Linked DNA regions of Mus musculus: regions 1, 2, 3, 4 and 5 are each linked to region 6. Evidence: chromatin contacts called from public Hi-C, HiChIP or PLAC-seq and promoter capture Hi-C data. All regions are on one chromosome and are shown on one strand. Each heading gives the region's core, a stretch centred on a gene start, on an enhancer-like site or on the middle of the called end of the contact. The rest is flanking DNA. Distances are from core to core; before and after follow the strand shown.

What was found. Promoter capture Hi-C pulls out the DNA fragments that hold promoters and counts their contacts. A called contact is a pair of places that touch in the nucleus more often than the background predicts. HiChIP or PLAC-seq counts read pairs in DNA pulled down with a chosen protein or histone mark. Capture Hi-C pulls out chosen DNA fragments and counts their contacts.
Region 1: a contact with region 6 is called in a promoter capture Hi-C map of liver, with 2.0 times the contacts expected there. The contact joins the promoter of Mt2 here to the promoter of Usb1 in region 6.
Region 2: a promoter capture Hi-C map of adipose tissue shows a contact between it and region 6, with 2.8 times the contacts expected there. The contact joins the promoter of Nup93 here to the promoter of Usb1 in region 6. A contact is called at or near these places in 2 of 39 promoter capture datasets (liver and pre-B cells), 1 of 484 Hi-C or Micro-C datasets (B cells), 1 of 115 datasets of contacts at active chromatin or transcription factors (memory CD8 T cells) and 2 of 9 other capture datasets (adipose tissue and liver).
Region 3: a promoter capture Hi-C map of liver shows a contact between it and region 6, with 2.8 times the contacts expected there. The contact joins the enhancer-like site here to the promoter of Usb1 in region 6. A contact is called at or near these places in 3 of 39 promoter capture datasets (liver and pre-B cells) and 1 of 115 datasets of contacts at active chromatin or transcription factors (large pre-B cells).
Region 4: a contact with region 6 is called in a Hi-C map of CD8 T cells, with 7 times the contacts expected there. The contact joins the promoter of Bbs2 here to the promoter of Usb1 in region 6. A contact is called at or near these places in 2 of 39 promoter capture datasets (liver and pre-B cells), 3 of 484 Hi-C or Micro-C datasets (CD4 T cells, CD8 T cells and pre-B cells), 1 of 115 datasets of contacts at active chromatin or transcription factors (thymic regulatory T cells) and 2 of 9 other capture datasets (adipose tissue and liver).
Region 5: an H3K27ac HiChIP or PLAC-seq map of thymic regulatory T cells shows a contact between it and region 6, with 12 times the contacts expected there. The contact joins the promoter of Amfr here to the promoter of Usb1 in region 6. A contact is called at or near these places in 1 of 39 promoter capture datasets (pre-B cells), 1 of 484 Hi-C or Micro-C datasets (regulatory T cells), 2 of 115 datasets of contacts at active chromatin or transcription factors (microglia and thymic regulatory T cells) and 1 of 9 other capture datasets (adipose tissue).

What each region holds. Positions count from the first base shown.
Region 1 is chr8:94,171,184-94,174,508 of GRCm38.p6, forward strand. It overlaps Mt2 (metallothionein 2), which reads left to right and starts at 1,435. Exons shown (of 3, transcript NM_008630.2): 1 at 1,435-1,692; 2 at 1,944-2,009; 3 at 2,153-2,384. The coding sequence starts at 1,665. The coding sequence ends at 2,244. Gm39227 (a long non-coding RNA gene) reads right to left here and starts at 472. Exons shown (of 3, transcript XR_879107.2): 1 at 74-472.
Region 2 is chr8:94,212,416-94,215,928 of GRCm38.p6, forward strand. It overlaps Nup93 (nucleoporin 93), which reads left to right and starts at 2,149. Exons shown (of 22, transcript NM_001357266.1): 1 at 2,149-2,216.
Region 3 is chr8:94,189,575-94,193,089 of GRCm38.p6, forward strand. No RefSeq gene overlaps it. Among named protein-coding and RNA genes, the nearest start is that of Gm39228, 7.9 kb to the left of the region's middle. Within about 2 kb of position 1,712, at least 150 of the 459 cell types and tissues checked have an H3K27ac peak or open chromatin away from gene starts, as enhancers often do. A contact at or near this core is called in liver and pre-B cells, where this site is marked.
Region 4 is chr8:94,096,217-94,099,981 of GRCm38.p6, forward strand. Bbs2 (Bardet-Biedl syndrome 2 (human)) reads right to left here and starts at 2,293. Exons shown (of 17, transcript NM_026116.3): 1 at 2,020-2,293. The coding sequence starts at 2,136. It overlaps Gm39226 (a long non-coding RNA gene), which reads left to right and starts at 3,326. Exons shown (of 2, transcript XR_879106.1): 1 at 3,326-3,765.
Region 5 is chr8:94,011,235-94,014,751 of GRCm38.p6, forward strand. It overlaps Amfr (autocrine motility factor receptor), which reads right to left and starts at 1,406. Exons shown (of 14, transcript NM_011787.2): 1 at 985-1,406. The coding sequence starts at 1,227.
Region 6 is chr8:95,330,764-95,334,091 of GRCm38.p6, forward strand. Usb1 (U6 snRNA biogenesis 1) reads left to right here and starts at 1,521. Exons shown (of 7, transcript NM_133954.2): 1 at 1,521-1,702; 2 at 2,605-2,771. The coding sequence starts at 1,599. Zfp319 (zinc finger protein 319) reads right to left here and starts at 1,048. Exons shown (of 2, transcript NM_024467.4): 1 at 758-1,048.

The sequences.
Region 1 (3,325 bases), core at 185-2,684, 1.2 Mb before region 6:
TTCCATTTTCAAAATCTAAGTCCTAGCGGGAAGTGAGAACTGGGCAGGAATAACCGTACCGTGGGTTAGTTACCTCCATGAATTTACGGGACTTGGCCAGCGGTGACTGCCAACAACATCCTGGCTTGAGGCTGGAGTTACAGCAAAGACTGCTCTGGGGTCAGTCTGGAAAGGGAGCACGGGAGCCCAGAAATCAATCCGGTTCAAGTTCATAGCCAGGGCAGCCACAGAAAGTGCCAGGAAGGGAAAGGACACGGTGTTTAATCACACAATCCATGGACAGCCGTGGGCATCCAGTAATGCCTGGAATGAGTCAAGAAGGCATTGCCCCAGTTTTCACTAAGAGCTGCGAGGACAGCCTGTCCTGTTACAACCCACCCACAGCCTCCGTTGAAAGTATCCGAGTCGGCCTGCCGGGAAGCTTCCGGCACCAGTTTCCTGGCTCTGCAGATGACACAGACATTCCAGCTATGACTTCCAGTCTGATTTCAGCAGACTTAAGCAAGTGGGGAAACACCATGTACCTCCAGGGGAAGAAATTTTGGCTGCCATCTCCACCCTTCCCCTCAGCATCCACCCGTGGGTGGAGGTGGGTCGGGTTACGTGGGGCTTTCCATCCGTGTGTTTCAGAACACCACCATCTGGCCCTTCCTACTTGGCAAACACCCTGGCAAAGGGCCCTGGTCCATATCCTCCCAGAATGGACTGCTTTCGTTCTCTTGAATTCCACCTCCAGCAAAGACCCCCACCATTTTTTCCTGTCACTCGCTGCCCTCCCCCCGCCCCCCAAGAGTAAGTCTTAGCACAAGGCTTGTGTCTATGGTCTCTAGTCTCTTGACAACTGGCTGGTGCCTTAGTGGATTCGAACCCTACACTCATCTTGGGCAAGTGACTATGTGACTGCGTCTCCGTTTCCACTTTTCTACGGTGAGAATAATGAACACTCCAACCAGCGTTTGTAAGGAAAAACGACAGCTCTTACGGTGCCCGCAGCACGTGACACGCAGGGGGGCAGGAGTACATCACCAACAGCAGTTAAGCCAGGGGTAGGGCTGGTTTTTGTAACCGGTTCACACTGCCAGCTAAGTTTTCCTGTACGCAGGGTCTCCAAGCCCCGCTTTCACCCAGGTTAGCACACAAGACATGCGCGGAAACTGTGTCCCCGTGGCGTGATCTGGGCGGCCAGAGGTCTCGTCGCTCAGCATCGCCTCTGCACCCGGCCCCTCGGGCCCCGGGGCACCGCAAAGGGCGCGCGCGGGAGCAAGCAGGTGTCCTGGAACCGGTTCCCACCGGATCGCAGACCCTTTGCGCTCAGCTCCTTTGCTCTCAGTCCCTGAGCCCAGAGAAAGGGGGTGTGACTCAGCGCGGGGGGTGGGGGGAGGGCGTGTGCAGGCTCTGTCCCACGAGCAAAAAGAGGGCCGCTTGCAGAATTCGGGTCGTGCGCAGGCCCAGGGGCGTGTGCTGGCCATATCCCTTGAGCCAGAAAAAGGGCGTGTGCAGGCGGCGGGGGCGCGTGCATGGTGCCTTCCACCCGGGCGGAGCTTTTGCGCTCGACCCAATACTCTCCGCTATAAAGGTCGCGCTCCGCGTGCTTCTCTCCATCACGCTCCTAGAACTCTTCAAACCGATCTCTCGTCGATCTTCAACCGCCGCCTCCACTCGCCATGGACCCCAACTGCTCCTGTGCCTCCGGTAAGGGGGACTGCTGACGGGATTTCTGGGAGAGCTAGACAGGCTTTTTGGCCCCTCCTTTAGTAATTACTTTAAGGGTACGACCGGCTACCCCTTCCGAATGAATTCTGAAGCACTCCTGCTCCTTTAAACTAGTCCTTGAGATAGTGGCTCGCCTACCCGGGTGATTTGCCTCACCTTCCTAGGAGAACAGCGTTCAGGTACTCCCGGGTCCCACTCAACCGCGCTCACTGACTGCCTTCTACTTTTAGATGGATCCTGCTCCTGCGCTGGCGCCTGCAAATGCAAACAATGCAAATGTACTTCCTGCAAGAAAAGTAAGTTGGATCTTCTCTGCCATTTCCCCGTCACTCTCCTGGGGTCCCTAGCCCGCCGCGCCGCGCCTTCCCTCCCGGGAGCGTTCAGGTGGTGTGCCTCTGACAAGGTTTCTCGCTCACGTTCAACTCTTCTCTCCCCACAGGCTGCTGCTCCTGCTGCCCCGTGGGCTGTGCGAAGTGCTCCCAGGGCTGCATCTGCAAAGAGGCTTCCGACAAGTGCAGCTGCTGTGCCTGAAGGGGGGCGGAGGGGTCCCCACATCTGTGTAAATAGACCATGTAGAAGCCTAGCCTTTTTTGTACAACCCTGACTCGTTCTCCACAACTTTTTCTATAAAGCATGTAACTGACAATAAAAGCCGTTGACTTGATTAATTCAGCTTGTCTCTGTGCATTGGTTAAGGGCTGGCAGAGGCGTTGAGATGGGACTGCAGCAGCTGAATTTGAGCTAGTCGGATTATATTTCTCTGGACTTTGACCGCCTAGAAAGTGGTCATGCAGAAGCATGCATTGGTCACAGAAATGGGCCATTCCTACTGGGCGTGTGTGTGTGTGTGTGTGTGTGTGTGTGTGTGTGTGTGTGTGTGTGTGTATTGGGGATTAAACCGAAAGCTTCCTGCTTACTAAACCCAGGTGCTCTAATGCGCCACATCCCTACCCCTAATTATTTTCGGTTTTTAGGCTTAAAGTATGAAATACCTGTAAATAAAAATGGGAGTGAGTCAGATATGACGTCTCCCACGAGTAATAACCCCAACACTTGAGAGCCTGAGGCAGAAGGACCACTAACTCTGAAGCCAGCTTGGTCTCAAATTTTGGTGACCTTTGGTTTTGAGGCCAGATCTTAACTGTGTAACCTAAGCTGTCCTTGAGCTTCTGCCTTAGACTTATAAATTCTGGGCTTACAGACTAAAATCCATTTTTAAAAATTCAGTAACATGGGCTGGCAAGGTGGCTCGGGTTAAGAGCGCTGGCTGCTCTTCCAGAAGTCATGAGGTCAATTCCCAGAAACCACATGGTGGTTCACAACCTTCCATAATGAGATCTGACGCCCTCTTCTGGTGTGTCTGAAGTCAGCTACAGTGTACTTAAAATAATAAATCTTAGCCGGGCGTGGTGGCGCACACCTTTAATCCCAGCACTCCGAAGGCAGAGGCAGGTGGATTTCTGAGTTCGAGGCCAGTCTGGCCTACAAAGTGAGTTCCAGGACAGCTAGGGCTGCACAGAGAAACCCTGTCTCGAAAAACAAAAACAACAAAAATAAATCTTTGGGCTGGAGCAAGGGAGGGAGGGGGTGAGTGAGTGAGTGGGGCAACCAG
Region 2 (3,513 bases), core at 899-3,398, 1.1 Mb before region 6:
CGCTGTAGAGCTTACTGAGCCAGAGGTTCTGAATTCTGCTGGAAAAATAGAAGCTGAGTTATTTTATAAAGAACTTAGTGGTGGGGGGCAATTGGAGAGTTGGCTTAGTGGCAAAGAGTGCTTGTTGTTCTAGGAGAGGACCCAGGTTCTATTCCCAGCACCCACATGCTGGCTTATGACTGTCTGTAATTCCAGTTTCAGGGGATTCAATGCCTTGTTCTGGCCTCTGTGGGTGTCTGGCACAAACACGGAACACATACACATATGCACACAAAAACACTTATACCCATGACATTAAAACAAAACATAATTTCTGGGGCTAGCAAGATGGTTCATCAGATAAAGACACTGATGGCAAGTCTAAGGACCTGAGTACACACACACACACACACACACACACACACACACACACACACAGAGAGAGAGAGAGAGAGAGAGATCTCTCTCTCTCTGTCTCTCACAAGCACATTAATTAAGGTCATAAAAATAATAAAATCTTTTGTGTTGGCAAGAAGTCTCAGTTGGTAAAGTACCTACTGAGCAAGCAAAAGCCCAGTGTGGAGGGTGGCTCCTGTAACCCTAGTGCTCAGGGGAGGAGGGCAGAGACAGGTAGATCCCTGGAGCTCACTGGATAGCTATTTATGCCCATTGGTAAGCGCTGGGTTCAGTGAGAGACCCTGTTTCAAAAAATAAGGCAGAGAGTGACTAGAGGAAGCCACCCAACAGCAACCTTTGACCTCCAAGCACATGTGCACATAGCTGCCCACATACTTCTGCACATACACAAATATATACCACAAACATACACATGCAGGCAGAAAGAAGTTCTGTGCAGCTATAATGCTAATCATTGTGGGCATCTTTGTATGTTAATTGTATTTATGTTTTATAAGCATATAAGGCAAAGCTGACTAGAACACTTTATCAAACAGGCATCTACCAAACTAGAATTATTAATGGTGACAACCTTGCCTAGGCCTGTGTTCACATGGTCCTCATTAGGTCAGGACGGTGACCTTCATTGAAAGATTAGACATGTTCGAGACTGTGCAATCCAAAAAGTGCCTCTTTAACGATTACAGGCTATTACGGGAGCTAAAGCAATGGCTCAGCATACTGCTCTTGCAAAGGACTTTGGGTTTGGTTCCTAGTACCCATGCCGCCTCACAACCACCTGTAATCTTACTCCGGAGATCTGATGACCTCTTTTGGCCTCCTTGAGCACCAGGACACACACACACACACACACACACACACACACACACACACACACACACTCACACACGAGTGCTTACAGTTAGCCCCACACTCTTTTACATTTGTCAAAACCTCCTCCTATCCAGGTCTCTCCTCTCAGCAGCTGCTGAGACCTGCAGCTTGCCTGTCCTGTTATTTTTCTCTCAAACTCCCAACAAAATTGTTTTCATTCAGCGCCTGTTTTCAAATTTCTTTTACCCACTAGACTAAGAACCTCCTGAAGGGTTCTTGTATATCCCAGTGACACACTTTGTTCCCAACGCGGCCACACTGAAGTAATCTCTTTTCTTTGGGTATCACCACTGCTTTTTTCTGTAATTGGCCAACGGGGCAGGTGGCCAGCCTAGCTTGCTTGTTCAGGCTGCCAAAAGACAGCCTTTTCCCTTGAGAAACTCCAAAACATGTTTTTATCTTTCACCTTTCAGTTGGAATGACACCTTTCCTGGCCATCCGACCATTTTTCTTCAATTAGTTTGCTTTTCCGTTCTTAGCTCTCCTAATTACTGCTGCATTTATTCACTATATTTTGTTTCCCTGGCCAAGCTGAGAACTGCTTGAGGTCAGGGATCTTGTCTGCTGTGGAAGTCACCGTGTTCCCTGCACCTAGAACAGGCCCAGGCACTTGACTGAAGCTCTACACCGAGTGGCCGAGCTCTCTGGGTCTGCCCAGCATTGGGAACTGCGGAAATGCTTCCTCTAGGACTGTCAACTCCAACCACGTGGGCGGGAGCAGGGCGGAGCTCCTTGACTTACTTGTAGCGACAGCCCCGCCTCCGGCCCCGCCCCGCCCCCACGCCTGTGTCCTCTTGCGGGTCTCCATAAAGTTCATTTGGCGGCGCAACGCGCAGGGGCTTCTGGGAGCTTACTGCCTCAGCCAATCAGGAGGCGCGGGCGAGCGGCGCGAGAAGCGGCGGCGGCGGCGTAGTGAAGAAGCCGGCAGCGGGCGGCGACGGAGGCAGGTAAGGTGTGTGAGGTGTGGGCGCCCACGCGGCCCCGAGCCGACCCTGGGCCCGAGTTCGGGGCCTGGCCTTGAAGCAGAACACCGAGCCTAGTTCGAAGAGGCTCGTGCTTCCTCTCTTGCTGTAGCTGGGCATGCCGGCCGGCGACTGCTCGCCGAGTGCTGTGACTAGGCTCTTCCGAGCGTGGTCCTCCCCACTGGTGCTCTGTCGCCACGCCCACCCACGGCTGCCAGGCGTCACCCGGCCTGACTGCCCTCTTTGGGGCGTGGGGGCCGTTCTTCTAGAGAATGGCTCTTCCGGGTGAAGGGGCGGCCAGCGAACCCCTGTCAACTTTAATCTCCTTTTACGGAGAATCCGACAGGATGCTAATGATTGCCGCTTCGGTTGTCTCACCTGTTTCTGGGTACCCTGTATCCTGTCTTCTGTAAGGGATGCCCAAGTATATTGGGTCCCTTCTGAAAGAAAATCACAGCATGGGCGGCATGGTGTCGCTTTCAAAGCGAGTTGAAGCCAGCCTGATCTACATTAGACCCTGCCCCACCCCTACCCCCCTAGATGACTTTCAGTACAAGCAAAGGTCAGCGCTTTAGTAATAATAACAGTAATACTAATCATAGAAATAACAACAACAATAGTAATATAAGCTCCCTGTAGTGAGCTGTAAGGCTTTTAAATAACGTGACCCATACTTTCAATGTCTGTTACACCCCACATTCTCTCCCCACCCCCAACACCACCGCAGGACATGCTTTGACTTAAGGGCTTTGTTCTTGTGGTTGGATGTCTGTTTTGTCTGCTCTCTTTCTTGGAGTCTTCACTAGGGCCATTAGAATCTAAGCCTTTCCTCACTCTTCTTGTCTTCACTGCTTTTTTTTTTTCCCCTAAGCATTTAGGTTTTATTTGTCCTATGTATTGTTTGTCCTTCCCCGACCCCTGTAGAACATGAGTGCCTACCTAGTACTTAAGTTTGGTACACAATAAAGTAGGTGCTCAATAAATATCAAATAAATGAATGTTACTGATATTATAGGCTTGTGGTGAATGAGACAGGCTTCTTTCTTGGGAAGACATCACACACATAAGCAATAAACATAAATATTAAAACCATGAGACTTGAACTGTTGGAGCTGTGGTGAACTTGGGTTCTTCTCCCTCCCTCCCTCCCTCCCTCCCTCCCTCCCTCCTCTCTTCCTCTCATTTGTGTGTTCTTGTGTGTCTTTTATGTATGTGGATATTTCTGTGGAGGCCAGAAGAGAGTGTCTGATTCCTTGGAGCTAGAGTTACAGACAGCTGTAAA
Region 3 (3,515 bases), core at 462-2,961, 1.1 Mb before region 6:
CTTCCCAGGGCCTGACAACCAGTCATTTAACGTGCAGCCTTTTCTTTTTCAAGTCCTGTGTGAAAGGTCATCCTCAATTACCCTCTACCCTGTGCAGAACAGGGTGATTGTAGACCTCTGTGAGATAAGATTACGGTAAATTGAATGCTTTTGGCGTGGGTATTTTTAGAACGGCTTGCTTAGTTTCAGAAGGTTCGGTACACCATTGTGAAAAAACCTGGCAAGTTGTTGAGAACATGGGCTGTGGAGCCAGGCTGCCTAGCTAGCTAGACCCACTCCCCCACTTAGGATGTCAAGTAGCCTGTCTTGGGGACATGTCTTAGGATGACATGTGGCCAAGTCCCATGTCTCATCATGGGGAGCACACGGGGCTGCCATGAACCTGAATGTGTCTAGAACAGTCCCTGGCACATATCAGGGACTCAGGACTCTCTCCCTCTCATCCAGCCATGGTGTGTGGCAGTCAGCAGGCAATCTATAAGTGTGCTCTAAGTTAAATGAGCATGTATCGGATACTGTCTGCCAGTCACATACTAATCAGGTCCAACCCCACTCAGCTTCCAAGAGGAGAGGAAATATAAATATAACAGACCCCCTGATAGAAGTCTTCAAGGCTCTGTTTCCTCCAGAACAACCCAGTCCTAAAAGATGAGGACAAGGGGCTGTGAGGTCAAAGAGATGCAGACACATCTAGAATTAACGAGTGACAATTACTGGGGGAATTTACGGACAGAAGTGTGGACCCAGGCACCAGAATGTCCAATTTGGCATCCCACATTTTGACTCAGTTGGGAGTTTAAAGGCTTGAACAAAAGTGACTTGACACTACTGGAAGGTAGCTGGCTTATCTTAAGATGATCATGAAGAGCCGGGTGCATCCTGCCAGTCTGACTGCAAAGTCTCATAAATGACTCCACCTTATCAACTCATGGTTTGCTAAGAAATTGTGCAGTGACCACTAACTAGGGTTACTCCAGGATAGTCACAGGGATAATCAAGATGGCTACAGTCCTGGCAAGCTGCACCTACATCGTGTTATTTGGGGATCAGTTACCACGTCAGAGCGTTGCTTCTGAGCTGGACCACTACAGTTTGAACATCTCCATCTTTAAATGGCTCCATTCCTGTCCCCCCCCCCCCCCGACTTTAGGGTAGTTGGTATGGAATAAGCTAAGACAGATGTGTGGGCCTCTTGGGAGAAGCCACGAGGTCAGAAGACATCTCTACTTGTTGGAAGACCCTACAATTAAGGTCGGCAGTCCACCATGTCCAGATAGGTTCTGAGCTTGGCACAAAGTGGAGGACTACCTTTCTCTGTGGGGCTTTCCCTTCTTTGCCTGACCTTATCTGGAGAGCAAGACCCTGCACATATCCTCTACCCCTGGAAAGTCATGTAGTCCGTGGCCAAGGTTCAACTTCCATCTCTCCCATTAAGAACCTGCCTCCAAAGCACCTGGAATTCCTCTCCATGTAAATGAAGCATTCCGATTCCCACCCCCTACCCCCCACCCCCGCCACAGCCAATAATTTACTCTCACCCTGAAAACCACTCCTCACAGTTCATATGACCTTTGTTCACCTCTAATTTAAAGGAGCAAGCAGTTTCGCTGCAGGTCATCTGCTAAGAAAGCTGAGTCACTGAACACCATGTAAAAGAGCTCTAACTCTGAAATCCTCGGAGAAGCCCCGCCCCCAACTCACAGCTGGACCGAGATCCTGCTGACGCAACCCTTCCGGGTTCCGTCCGCTTCATGCCCCCATCCTGACCCCCGGAGTGTGCAGTGGTGCTTAGACACCCCGAGGGAGGAAGCGGAACTCAGAACCGCACCAATCACGCTGTTTATTACACTTAGGGGGAGTGTGTGCGCACATTCATGTGCATGTGGCATGACAAGTGTATGCACGGCAGAGATCATTTTTAGGAGGTAGTTCTCGCCCACCATGTCCTAGGGATCAAATTCAGATCGCCCAGTTTGGCTAAAAGGTACCTTCACCCACTGAGCCATCTTTAAGGCCCTCACTCACTCCTTCACGTGACCACGTCTTGCCCACAGCAGGGAAACTGTCGGTGGATGAGCGGAGGAAGCAGGAAGTTAAGTCTGAGGGCTTGGCATGATACCCTATCCAACCCTATATAATCCATAGTAGTTCAAAAGAGAGAAACCAGTTAGATTCTCTCTTCTGAAGAGTGTAAATTCAAAATGCACGTGGAGCATCTAACAAAAGGGCCCCCAGGGCGTGTGTGTAACTAGAGTGACATGTGTGACTGTAAAGAACCTATTCTAAATGGCAGCCACAAGAACTGGTGGGCCAAGCCTGGGACTTGCGTTTCCATGGGAAATGCTGTATATCTCATTTTTCAAGGGATGCGGGGTGGCTGGACATCTTCTGAGAGGGCACCCACCGTACTGTGTGAATTCTGAAAGCAAGCCCTATACCATCTGGGATTCTCTGGGCACAAGCTGCAGGGGTGAGGTCTAGGTAAATTAGGCAAGGCAAATTCATTAAAAAAGGACTTCGGGATCCATGAGGTTGACAGGAATAGCGGAAAACTAGACTTAGAAAATGATAAACCGGGCTGGAGAGTTGGCTCAGCGGTTAATAGAGCACTGACTGCTCTCCCAGAGGTCCTGAGTTCAAATCCCAGCAACCACATGGTGGCTCACAACCACCTGTAATGAGATCTGATGCCCTCTTCAGGTGTGTCTGAAAAAAGTTACAGTGTACTTACATAAATAAAGAAAAAAGAAAAAAAAAAGATGTTAGGCCTTGGTCAGAAGGGTAAAGAAGAAGCCTGGGTTCGCCATTTTTGTCACCTAGTGGTGGCTTCTCTTTTTATTGTCTGCCTCTCAGGGCTCTATCTGACTTCTAGACCCTCACCAGCATTTAAGAGGCTTAGGCAGGAGGATTGCAACACGTTCAATCTAGCCTAGACTACATGGTGAGTTCCAGGCTAGCCTAGCCTAGGCTACAGAATGAGACACTCAAGGGGGGAAAAAAAAGGGCCAGGCACAGTAGCACATGCCTTTGATCCCAGCACTCAGTAGACAGAGGCAGACAGATCTCTGAGTTCTAGGCTAGCCTGCACTACATAGAGATAGTAAGGACCAGGCCAGCTGAGACTACACAATGAGACCTTGTCTAAGAGAGAGAGCAGGAGTTCCAGAGAGTGAGAGTATAGCAGTTGCGTGTGGCCAGGTGACAGGCTGTGTCTCATGCACAGCCTGGCTGGGGTACAGAGTTGACACAGCTGACATCACCCCTTTGGTCTTGCCATCGGCCACTGCTACAGGGAACAAGGTAACCTCTCCATGACCGGCCCACTCCCTCAGTCGGAGGAAGTCCAGCTGTCTTGAATGGGGAGAAGGTGGACCTGGCCACCAGCAGGTTCTCTAATGGGACCTGGGGCCTTGCCTACCCCTGATTTCCCCTGGGAGCTGCTTTCTATACTTGCTAGAGTCTTGGCAGGAAATCAATGAGTAATTGGGCAGAGCTTAATAAAGAGATTGTTTACA
Region 4 (3,765 bases), core at 1,043-3,542, 1.2 Mb before region 6:
GGAGTAACCCACCTCTGACTGAATTTAAGATGTATTCCACAGGACTCATCACCCACAATTCCCTCTTCTTTCTCTCTCCTCCAGCCAAGCAAGATGCCCCAAGGAAAGAAGGCCAAGGGGAAGAGGGGAAGAAGGTGGCCCCGGGGCCCCTGCCATCATCAAGAAACAGGAAGTCAAAAAGGTGGTCAATCCTTTGAGAAAAGGCCCAACAACTTTGGCATTGGGGAGGAAATCCAGCCCAAAAGAGATCTAACATGCTTAGTCAAATGGCCCAGCTACATCAGGTTGCAGCAGCAAAGAGCCATCCTCTTTGAGTGGCTCAAAGTACCTCCTGCCATTAACCAGTTCACCCAGGCTCTGAACAGGCAGACAGCTACTCAGCTGCTTAAGCTTGCACACAAGCACAGGCCAGAGACAAAGCAAGAGAAGAAGCAAAGGCTACTGGCCCGTGCTGAGAAGAAAGAAAATACCATTACATAGTATTGCATAATTTAAATATATGTATCAGTGTGTGTCTATACCATATACAGTTCATATCCTATTACATATTCTGACATGATATATCATATACATATACACTCTGCTTACTCTCTCAAATGTAAGCTCTAGAGGTGAAATTTCATTTATCGCAGTATCTGCAGAGTTAGGAAAAGTGTCCAGCACATGATTGTACCTCAAATTAGGGGTTAAGGTAACACCAGTGGGATATCGTTGCCTCTTATATTGCAGTACTCCATTCTACGAACATGTATATGCACATATGCATATGTGGATGCGAACTTCTTTTGGATGTTTGTCAGTGCCTGGGATAAGGGCAGCTCAGGAGGCTGAACCCAGGCTGTTGAGTATGTTAGGCAATCGTTCTACCACTGAGTTACATCATCAGCCTTTTTAATATTACTATTTGAATATTCGTGTGTGTGTGTGTGTGTGTGTGTGTGTGTGTGGGTATGTGTGTGTGTCCAGGCTCTATAGCACATGTGAAGGTCAGATGACAACAACTTACAAGAGTCAGATCTCTCTCCATGTTGTGTGTCCCTAGGACAGAACTCAGGTCATCAAACTTAGCAGTGCATGCCTTTATCCAAGTGACAATTGGACAAAGAACTCCCTTCTTCTAAAATTTTAATTTTGAGACAGGGTCTTCCTATGTTGCCCAGGCTAGCTTTGAACTTATGATCCCAATCTCTTGAACAGATAAAATAACAAATGTGTAGCACTACCTCAGGACTGGTAGCGCCTCTTAACTAGTAGCATCACATACCAAGACGAATGTTCAGCATTTTACTTCACCATACCAGTTTATGAAATCATAACCCATTTAAACGAATCCTTATGTTCCTGCTACGGAACCCTAGAAGTAGCATATAAGGTAACATACAACACACATGGCAGTGTCTTGAAAACTCCTTACACAAATGCAATTGTGTACCTGGCATACCTGCTGAGTCTAACAACAAGAATTCAATCTCACTTTCACAATTTCTTTTGTTTGCAAACTGGGTCTAAATCTGAATTTTTTTTTTATCTGTGACCCTGACACCCCTTTCTCAGTATGTGGCTCATAATAACCATTTAATGAACACTTAGGTTATGGGGATAAGATCTGAATGTACGTGATCAAGGACCAAAACTACAATCTGAATTTAACATTGGGTTGTTGTCCCCACCCCACCCGCTTCCTCCACTGTAAAGAGGCAAATATGGAAGAGAATCCTGGAGGCAAGCAGAGGCCCTGGGCATGAATCTGGAGTCAGCAATCGCTGCTACTCCTGGACAAGCGCTCCTTTTTCTTGAGACTTCTTTTCCCTAGGTTCCTGATCTGTCCTCAATACTGTTCAACACTGAGAACCTGGTGATAAAAAACGTCACTGCTACAAAGCTGTTCTTTGAAATCCCACTTTGATGGGACTGGAGCCAAGGACAGCGGCGACCGGTTGCCAGGCAATGCGGGCAGGGGGCGGGGCAGCGTGAGGGGCGGGATCTGGAGGAGGCAGGAGTCCGGGTGGGAGCGGTTACCTTGCCCGCTTGGGTGGCGGCAGCCAAGCACGGGTGAGTCCCGTCGTAGCGCCCTATGGCCACCATGCGGGGGCTGATTTTGTGGCGCAGTTTCAGAGTGAACACAGGCAGCAGCATGATGGCGCCAGCTAGGGGCGGAAGACAGATGCCCGACGCAGGCGCAAGGCAAGCAGCTTGGCCGGCCGGTTGCCTAGCAGCGGATGAGGAGTAGGAGGTAAATACACGCAGGACTGCGGAACGCCACAGGCCCGGCGCCGGAAGCGCAGACTAGAGCGCGATCGGTGTCGCCAACTCTCTCTACGCCTGCGCGGACCCTCCCAGCGGCAGAGCTACGCAAGTCCCAACTAGCTCCTGCGACTGCGCAGTGGCGTCGTGCCTGGTTGGCCTGCGTTCTTTGTCTGTCCTCGGACTGCGGCTGTAAATTAGTGTTAGATGAAGCCTTACCTTGGCGTCTGGGATGGCGGTGTCTAAGCCAGTACCTCCCCAGGATTCTCTGTAGCGTGTCAGCCAAGCTGCACCCCGTACACGCCACACACTATGTCACCCTTTCATTCGTTCAAGAACTAAGGCTTTACGGGGCGGATAGTTAAGTGGGTGAAGACACTTGATACCAACCCTGATGACCCGAGTTGGAAGCAGAAAACCAGCTCCAAGGACATGCACACGCACGATTAAAAAAACAAAACAAAACTAACGTTAAAGTGCTTAGTGTATCCCTTGCTTTAGCTGTTATGCCCAGGCAAACGTCAATAGTAACCCGAAAATAATAATCCCCTCAAGATAAAAGTAAAGAGTATAGTTTATTTAAATAGTTTAGGTGGTAAATATAAAGCAGTAGAGAACGATGCAAAGTTGAGGGACATGGGAAGGGAAAGAGTACTTCTCTCCCAAGTCCAGTTAAGGCGCTCCACCAGCTGAGTCAAGATTTTCAGGACAATTAGCATTTGTACAAAGTTGCTCAGCTAGAGACAACATGCCCTTTATATGAAAAGACTTTCAACTAAGAATGTTGAAAAAGCACTGAATCCTGCTTAAGTACTAAACGGACATGGCCTTTCTCCTTTGCCAGCTGTAAATCTGTAATTTGCTAGGGACCTCACAAGAAACCCTACTTAAATAAATGATGTGACTTAACTCTTTACATCCTTGTGACAAGTCGGTTCATCTTAGCAAATTGCAAACTCTACTCAAAGCACCGGTGAAGTCACCTTATAAACGTATTCATCAAAAAGAAGGGAAAGAAAGAAGAGTAAATGTGCGGGGGGGGGGGGGGGGGGGGGGGGGGGGGGGGGAGTAGAAGAAAGGAACTAGCAGGTGAGAAGGATCAGCCAGCCATAGTATGCATGAAAATGTCATAAAAGACCTGCTACTTTGTAAGCTAATTTTCAAAGTAAAACAAAAGAGAGAAAGAAGATGGGAGTGGGGTGGAATTCCTAACAGCCCATTGAGATATAACTAGAGCTACTAAGCAGTCTATGTAGCTGATAAGATACTAAGTGAGTCGTTCCCTCTTGAAACCCACATCCAAGCTTTTGGCTATGTATTATTCTATCCCTTAGCACCTATCCTCTCTTTTAAACTCCTTCCCAGCCCCTCCCCGTTATGCTTATATTATAGTATAGCATATTACATTACATTAATTATGTATGGTATATGGTGTGTGTGTGTGTGTGTGTGTGTGTGTGTGTGTAAAACAATACCATGTGTTCTAGGGACCAAACTCATGTCATCAGCCATGTTGTTTTT
Region 5 (3,517 bases), core at 156-2,655, 1.3 Mb before region 6:
CTATGCACCAAAGGACCAGGAGGCGTCATCTGCAGCCCACGAAGTTCACAAATCCCGCTGCTTCCTGATGAAGCACAGTGGGAATAATTACAACAAATGAGTTGCATTATAGTTCTACAAACTTATAACATTAACCCCTCAGTCATTTACAGCCTTCTCTAGGCGCCGTGTGGGGAGATACGATCCCCACCAAGCCACAGGAAATCCAAGTGACAATTTTTTAAATCCGGGAGCAACTTTTCCTATTTCTGAGGGTTCATAGAAGAGGCACTCAAGTGCAAGGTGAGAGCAAAATTTTCTCAGATCTGCCCAGCCTAAAATGATGTAACAAACGAAGCCAGTACTTGTGGCATGTGGACATTGCTTATCTCGCACCGGCAGACAAACTAGAACCCTTGTTTCAAAATGGATCGCTAAACGGAGGAATCGCGTTCAAAGGAGGGGCTGCCACACCGACCCGAAAGTGTTTTGCTGCTTTCTGTCAAAAAGGGAACAGTCACAAACCATCGCGGGGGGTGGTTGGGGGTGAGATAAAAGGACGTAGCTGGTCTGTTTGCTTCGTTAAATAGCGCCCATCGGGACTAACGCATTGACAAATAGCACCATTTCGAAGTTGTCTGGCGAAGAGTAAAATGTCCCCCTAACTTCGGCCTTCTCTTCGTCGGCGAGCCGCCCCCAACAACGCCGAGCTAAACCGGACGTGTCGCGGCTTCTCACAGCCTCGGGTCGCCGCACCCCGCCGCCCTGGAGCCCGCGGGTCCGACCGCCCTTGCCTCGACTGTTCTCCCCGGCATCCCGACACCTTCTCTCCGCGGCCCGCCACGCTCGCAGCGCCGCTGGGCCTCGAGCCCCACGCGAGGGCCGCGGTCCCCGGGCCGAGGAGGCCGGGGTCAGGGCCCGGCCACGCCCCCCTGCGGATAATGGGTGACATGGCGGCTCCCGCCCGGCCGCCCGCCCCCGCGCCCGGCCCGCAGCCTCGCTCACCCACACGAACAGGCTGTCCGACAGCAGGTACTGGGCCACGTCGCGGGCCCGGGGGCCGCCGGCGGTCAGGCGCGCCTCGGGCTGCAGTGGGGCCGTTAGCGGCTCCGGCTCACCCGAGCCGTCCTCCGGCTGACTGAGGGCGCGGTAGGCGCTGACGATGGTGCCCAGCAAGGCCAGGCCGCTGAGGCCCGTGTAGGTGCGGAGGCTGGGCCACGGGAAGCGCTCGAGGAAGAGCAGCGGCATGGCGGCAGCGACGGGCTCCGGCCCCCGAGGCTTCCCGCGCTGCGGCCAGGCGCCTGCGGCGGCCTTGCGAAAGGCGCCCACGGGCTCTGGCGTCGCTGCCGCTGCCGCTGCCGCCGCCGCTGCGCCGGGCCGAGCCGGGCCGCTCCTAGCTGCTCGCGCCGCTCCGCCCCGCGCCGCTCCCGCTGCTGCCCCTGCCGGCGCGGAAGAGCCTCGGCGGACTCGGGGCGGGCCGCCGCCCCTAGCGGGACGCGGGCGGGACGGGCGCGGGGGCGCGGCCTTCGTCCCCCGCCCACAGCCGGCGCTCTGCAACCCCGAGAGCACAGGACCCGGCCTGGGGCCCCGCGTCCCGGCCCCCTGCAGCATCCTTGGCGACCCTGGGCCCACTGAAGCCACGAGCGCACCCGAGCCGGGCTCTGGGGTGAGCCTGGCCCGTAGGCAATGACGGCAGGCCTGTGTGCGTGGTCAGGCGGCAGGGTGAGGGTGCGGGACCCCTGCCCCTGGCCACTTGTCGCTTGTTCCTCCCCGCCAAAGCTGGTAAACCCGCCATCCCACCACCCTGTAGACTAGAGGCTTCCTTGGTGTCCTAAAGAAGCGACATGATGCTTAGGAAATAAGAGAAGCCTTGAGATAGAATATTTTTAAAACGGAGGAACCAATTTAACCAGAAATAAAAATCTGTTCCCTCTTAGCTACAAGTAAGAATGTCAAATGCTGCTTAGTTTCTTGGAAAATACCTGTTCCTAAAAGGTAAACCAAAGGGTGACCTTCGTCCTGGCAGTTACACTGCTTGTTAAGTAAACATCCAAGAGAAATGAAAACAGACACCCACACAAAGTCCCTACATTGAGGCTGACAGTAGCACTACTCCTAAAAACCAGAGAGGCAAACCTCGAATTATAGCGTTTGAAAATAAAGTACAGATAATGCTACAATATCAGAGAATGTTGACGATGTCTGAATCAAGCCACACACAGATATCTAAATTCTGTGTGACCACGCTGATAAGACAAATGCATGCAATGTAGAGTAGAAGGGGAGTTTGAAAGAACTGGAGGTGACAGCTAAAGAAGTGACAGGTTGGGGTACTAGTTTCCTGAAGTGAGAATTTCTAAAGTTGCTGTTATACAACTATGAATACACTCAAAGTCACTGAATTGTACACTATAAACAGCAGGTTATATCTATGTGAATTACATAAGATAACATAGGGTACAGTTTTTAATTATTATATCCCCGAGCCATGTGTTAGTGCCTATCCCAGAATGTAGCTCTGTAAACAGCTTTGAATTTTCCAAATTTTCTAATGTGGAGAAATTGTCTTTGTAGTATTTTTTCATGCCAAATATTTCTATAGATCTTTTAAATCTGAAAATTAACCACTGTTATAATTCTTAAAAACATCTCATCATGAGTCTTTGTACAATATAGTTCCCTTTGGTTCGTTCCCAGTCATTTGCAACATGGCTTGTGAGATGAACCATTTGCTACAAACTGGAGTTTGATTCTCATAACTCCCCCAAGTTGTCCTCGGACTTCCATATCTGTGTCTCCCCCACACATAACTAAATGTAAAAATAAAATACCAAGCCGGAACACTATTGTCCAAATAATGGAAATCTTTATTCTGAAAAAAACTTGGGTGGTAATTTTCCAGAGAGATTTTTACAAGGTCAGATCTGAGTCACGATGATTTTTAAACCATTCATTTGTGATGCACACTCAATGTAAGCTACAACCCAGCAGTATTAGATACCAAACTTGTCCTTTCATATTGATGATAACAAAGCTGCCTTCTTTCATCTCAGAAGCGTGGGCTCTCTGAAAATCCAGCATCTGTAACAGATGAAATTAACCCAGCTCAGCTACACTTTAAGATAAGGCCAAAGATTTTGGATGGCTTCTGTTTTGAAAGAGAACAGTCATTGTTCTATTCCTTTACCCTCAAGAAAGTGCTCTGCATGTCATCCTTCCTTCGAGGACCTGTTTGAGATGCTTGTTCTCAGTCTAACCCAGTCTGGCCTCCAGCTCTCGGCAATTCCCCTACTGAAACTCCTGTTAGGGTTAGAGAATGGAGGGCATGAACCACCACACCCAAGCAAACACCTTCTGTTTCCCGAACCCTTTTCCTCCTCCTTCCCTCCTTCCCTCCCTCCCTCTCCTCTCTGCTGCACTACTGGAAGCTTTACTTTGAAGACAGGGTCTTGATAGTCTTGAACTCCTGGGCTTTAAACAATCAGCTTGGCTCAATCTCCCAGGAAGCTAGGACTTTGGAGCATGCCACAGGCCAGTG
Region 6 (3,328 bases), core at 271-2,770:
TAAAAGTTTGCAAGTTTTCTTTAAGGGAAGGAAAGTAGAGAATGTTCCCATAAGCCAGCTGGCTTCTAACTGTTCTCTTAAAGAAACCTAAGAATCAAGCTAAAAGTTGTCACCCTCAGCATCTTCTGGGAAGGGAGGGAATAAAGAGGCTGCTGATTTGGGGTAGTACCTAGGAGTACGACCAACCAACCACAGCTGGCCATTTTAGCGTTCCTAAGGTAGAGAGGAGCGGTGGACTGCACGGAACACTGTCTGATCTAGCTGTACTAATCCAACTGTGTGTTATTTTTCCTGGTATGAATGGCTGCCAGCCCCATCAGCCGCCCCCACTCCCCACCTCCTAGAGCAACCCCACTGCCTACCCTGACCCTTCTCCAGTAAGGAGAAGCCAGGAACACTCTTAGCTCACTGCACAAGAGCTGGAGAGAGAAGTGGAGAGGAAAGGCAAAGAGAAGCCCCCACCCGCGCCCCACCCTAGCCCTTTTTCCTCTCAGAGTCACCGAATGAAAGCTGATCTCCTCCCATCAGGCCCAGCTGGGCTGCCTGCTGTCAGCTCCTGCTCCGGATGGCCCAGCCACTGCGTCCCGAAAAGGGGGTGGTTCCGGCCGAGGAAGGCCCCAGAGCCTCAAACGGTGCCCGGGAAGCAACTGTACTTCCAGGCCCAGCCTGGATCGCCTCGGAGCTCAGGAGGCTCTCCCTGGGTGCAGGGGCTACTGGAGTGGCCCCCAGATGCAGTCCCGGGTGCCCTGCCACTCACCTGCTCCAGGGGTCAGGCGCGGGACAAGCGAAGACCAGCTGCTTTCTCTGCCGCCTCTTTATTCCGGCTCCATCCGCCGCGGCGCGGCCTACGCGTCCTGCCAATCCCCGGGCCTCGCGTAGCAGAGGCAGGCAGCGCGGAGTCGGGAGACAGGTTTGCAGCAGCCGGAACCGACGAATCGACCCGCGCACTCGGGTTAGCGGGACCGGGGCAGCGGACGGACGGGCGAGCGGACAGACCGACGGGTCTTGCAGAGACCGGCGGACAGAGGGTCGGCGCGAGGCCGGGTAGGCGGGGCCGGGGGAGGAGCGGCAGCCGGGGCGGCGGCTGCCGAGAAGCCCGCGGCGCGGAGCGAGGCCGCCCCCTGTCGGGGACCCGCGGCCCCGCTGGCCCGAGCCTGTGGGTACGGAGGGGCGGGGCTGGAGCCTCGGGATCCGCTCGCCGGAGCCTACGGTCGCGGAGGAGCCGGGATCCTCATCCCCGGCTCGCCGCAGCCCCACCTGACTCTCCGGTCTTCTGCAGCTGACCTGCGGCTCAGCTCGCTCTCAAGAGGGATCCTGAGACTCCAACTTTTTGCAAGTCTGGCAAACAGACCCGCAGACCTGTGGAACCCACACTGGGGCGACGGAGTGATCCGGAAGGCCGCCTCCTACAGCCTTTACCGCACAGGCGGTGGCCGCCGTCCGTCCTAAGCTCCACTGGGCTTCGCCCCCCGGGTCGCCAGGCCCCGCCCCGAGGTGGAGCTACTCTAGGTCCCGCCCCCCACAGAGCACTTCCGGCTCAGAGGAACTCCGGGCGTCGGATCAGGTTGTCGGTGGACACGGCTTGTGGTCGAGGCCCCATGAGCTCGGCGCCCCTGGTGGGCTACAGCAGCAGCGGTTCAGAGGATGAAGCGGAGGCTGTCGCCGCGGGGCGGAGCAAACCGGGTACTGGCTTCCACCGTTGGTGAGGATCGAGGAATTTTTCTCTCTCGAGCGTAGATTCTTTTGAAACCCTAGTGGGACCCGAGCCTCCCGGGGAACCAAGAGGGTGGGTCAGTTCCCCGGTAAGAGAAAAAGGGATGTCGAGGGAAAGGATTCAGGACACACCCTGGACAAAGCCCTGGAATGGCACTACCACACACACACCCTGGCTAAGGCAAAGTTGGGAGTGAGGACACGGGTTCAAGTCCAGCCCTCTCCGTTGGTGCGTTTTTTTTTTTTTTTTTTCTCTTTTGGAAAGCAACTATGTTTCTTCCCAGATGTTTCCTCGTTTGAACACTATGCAATAATAACCCAAGCTTTTCGTTCGTCTAGTAAATGGTTAATGAATAGCCACCGTGAGCCACACGGTAGACTGGAGACACCAGCCTGTTGAAAAACCCATGAAAATCTCATGCGCCAAGAGGCTTAAATCTTCGAGGTTCTTAAATACTGGTCTTTGCTGACTGTAGTGTGTCGGTTCATTGCACAAGAGCTCTAGCAAGTAAAAATATGCTCTACACGTGAGGAAATTAATGTAAGCCAAGATCACAGAGCTACTTGAGTTCAGGCCTGTCCAACTATCTAATAGGGACCTCCAAGCCACACTGCTACCTGCTGAAATGTTTCCATGGGGACCAAGAGCCAGCTGAGGTCTGCCTTCCCAGCTAGGAAACTTAAGCAGTTCTAGAAAGCTATGGTTCTTTAGTAGAAGCTCAACCCCTTCCTGGAAATGAACACTCAGCCATTGTGGCTGAGGGAGGAGGATCAAGTTCGAGGCCAACATGGCAAGACTGGTGTGGGTAAGAATCACTGTGCATAACAGCTTAGAACTACCGTTGTTCAAAGGGGTATCAATGAGGATAAATGTGTGTTCTTCTTTTGCAGTGGCCAGAACCCCGTTCCCAGTGAGAAGCTTCCAGTGCCTGACAGTGTGCTAAGTATGTTCCCCAGCACAGAGGAAGGGCCTGAGGACGACAGTGCAAAGCATGGCGGTCGAATCCGAACCTTTCCCCATGAGCGGGGCAACTGGGCCACCCACATCTACATACCGTGTGAGTCACTGACTAAAGTGCCTCTAGCTCTGGCTAGGAGGAAGACACCAGGGCTGCTGTGTGCTGGACTCAGCTCCCACCGCAGACCTGAGGAGACAATGGACTGCCTAACTGCTGAAGTAGACCTTCCTGCACTGGGTGTTCTGTCAGCTACTGGGTGTCTCATTTCTGCACCTCTAAAGTGGGGGTGATGCTATCTATCTCTTTGGAAGATTAAATCAGATAATCTATGCCAATTAGCACAATACACAAAATGGTGGCTCTGATTTTGTGTAGACTCACCCATTACCAGTATCCACCATCCAGAGTGCTATATTACAACAGATGAACCCACTTTTTTGCTATTGTTGTTTTGTGGGTTTTTTAATTTTGTGGGTTTTTTCATTTTTCATTTCATTTCATTTTTTGTTTGTTTGTTTGTTTGTTTGAGGCAGGGTTTCTCCATGTAGTCCTGTCTGTCTGTCCCAGAACTCAGACATCTGCCTACCTCTGCCTCCCAGATGCTAGACTTAAAAGTGTATGCCACTACCACCTGACCTGAGCCCACATTATAATCA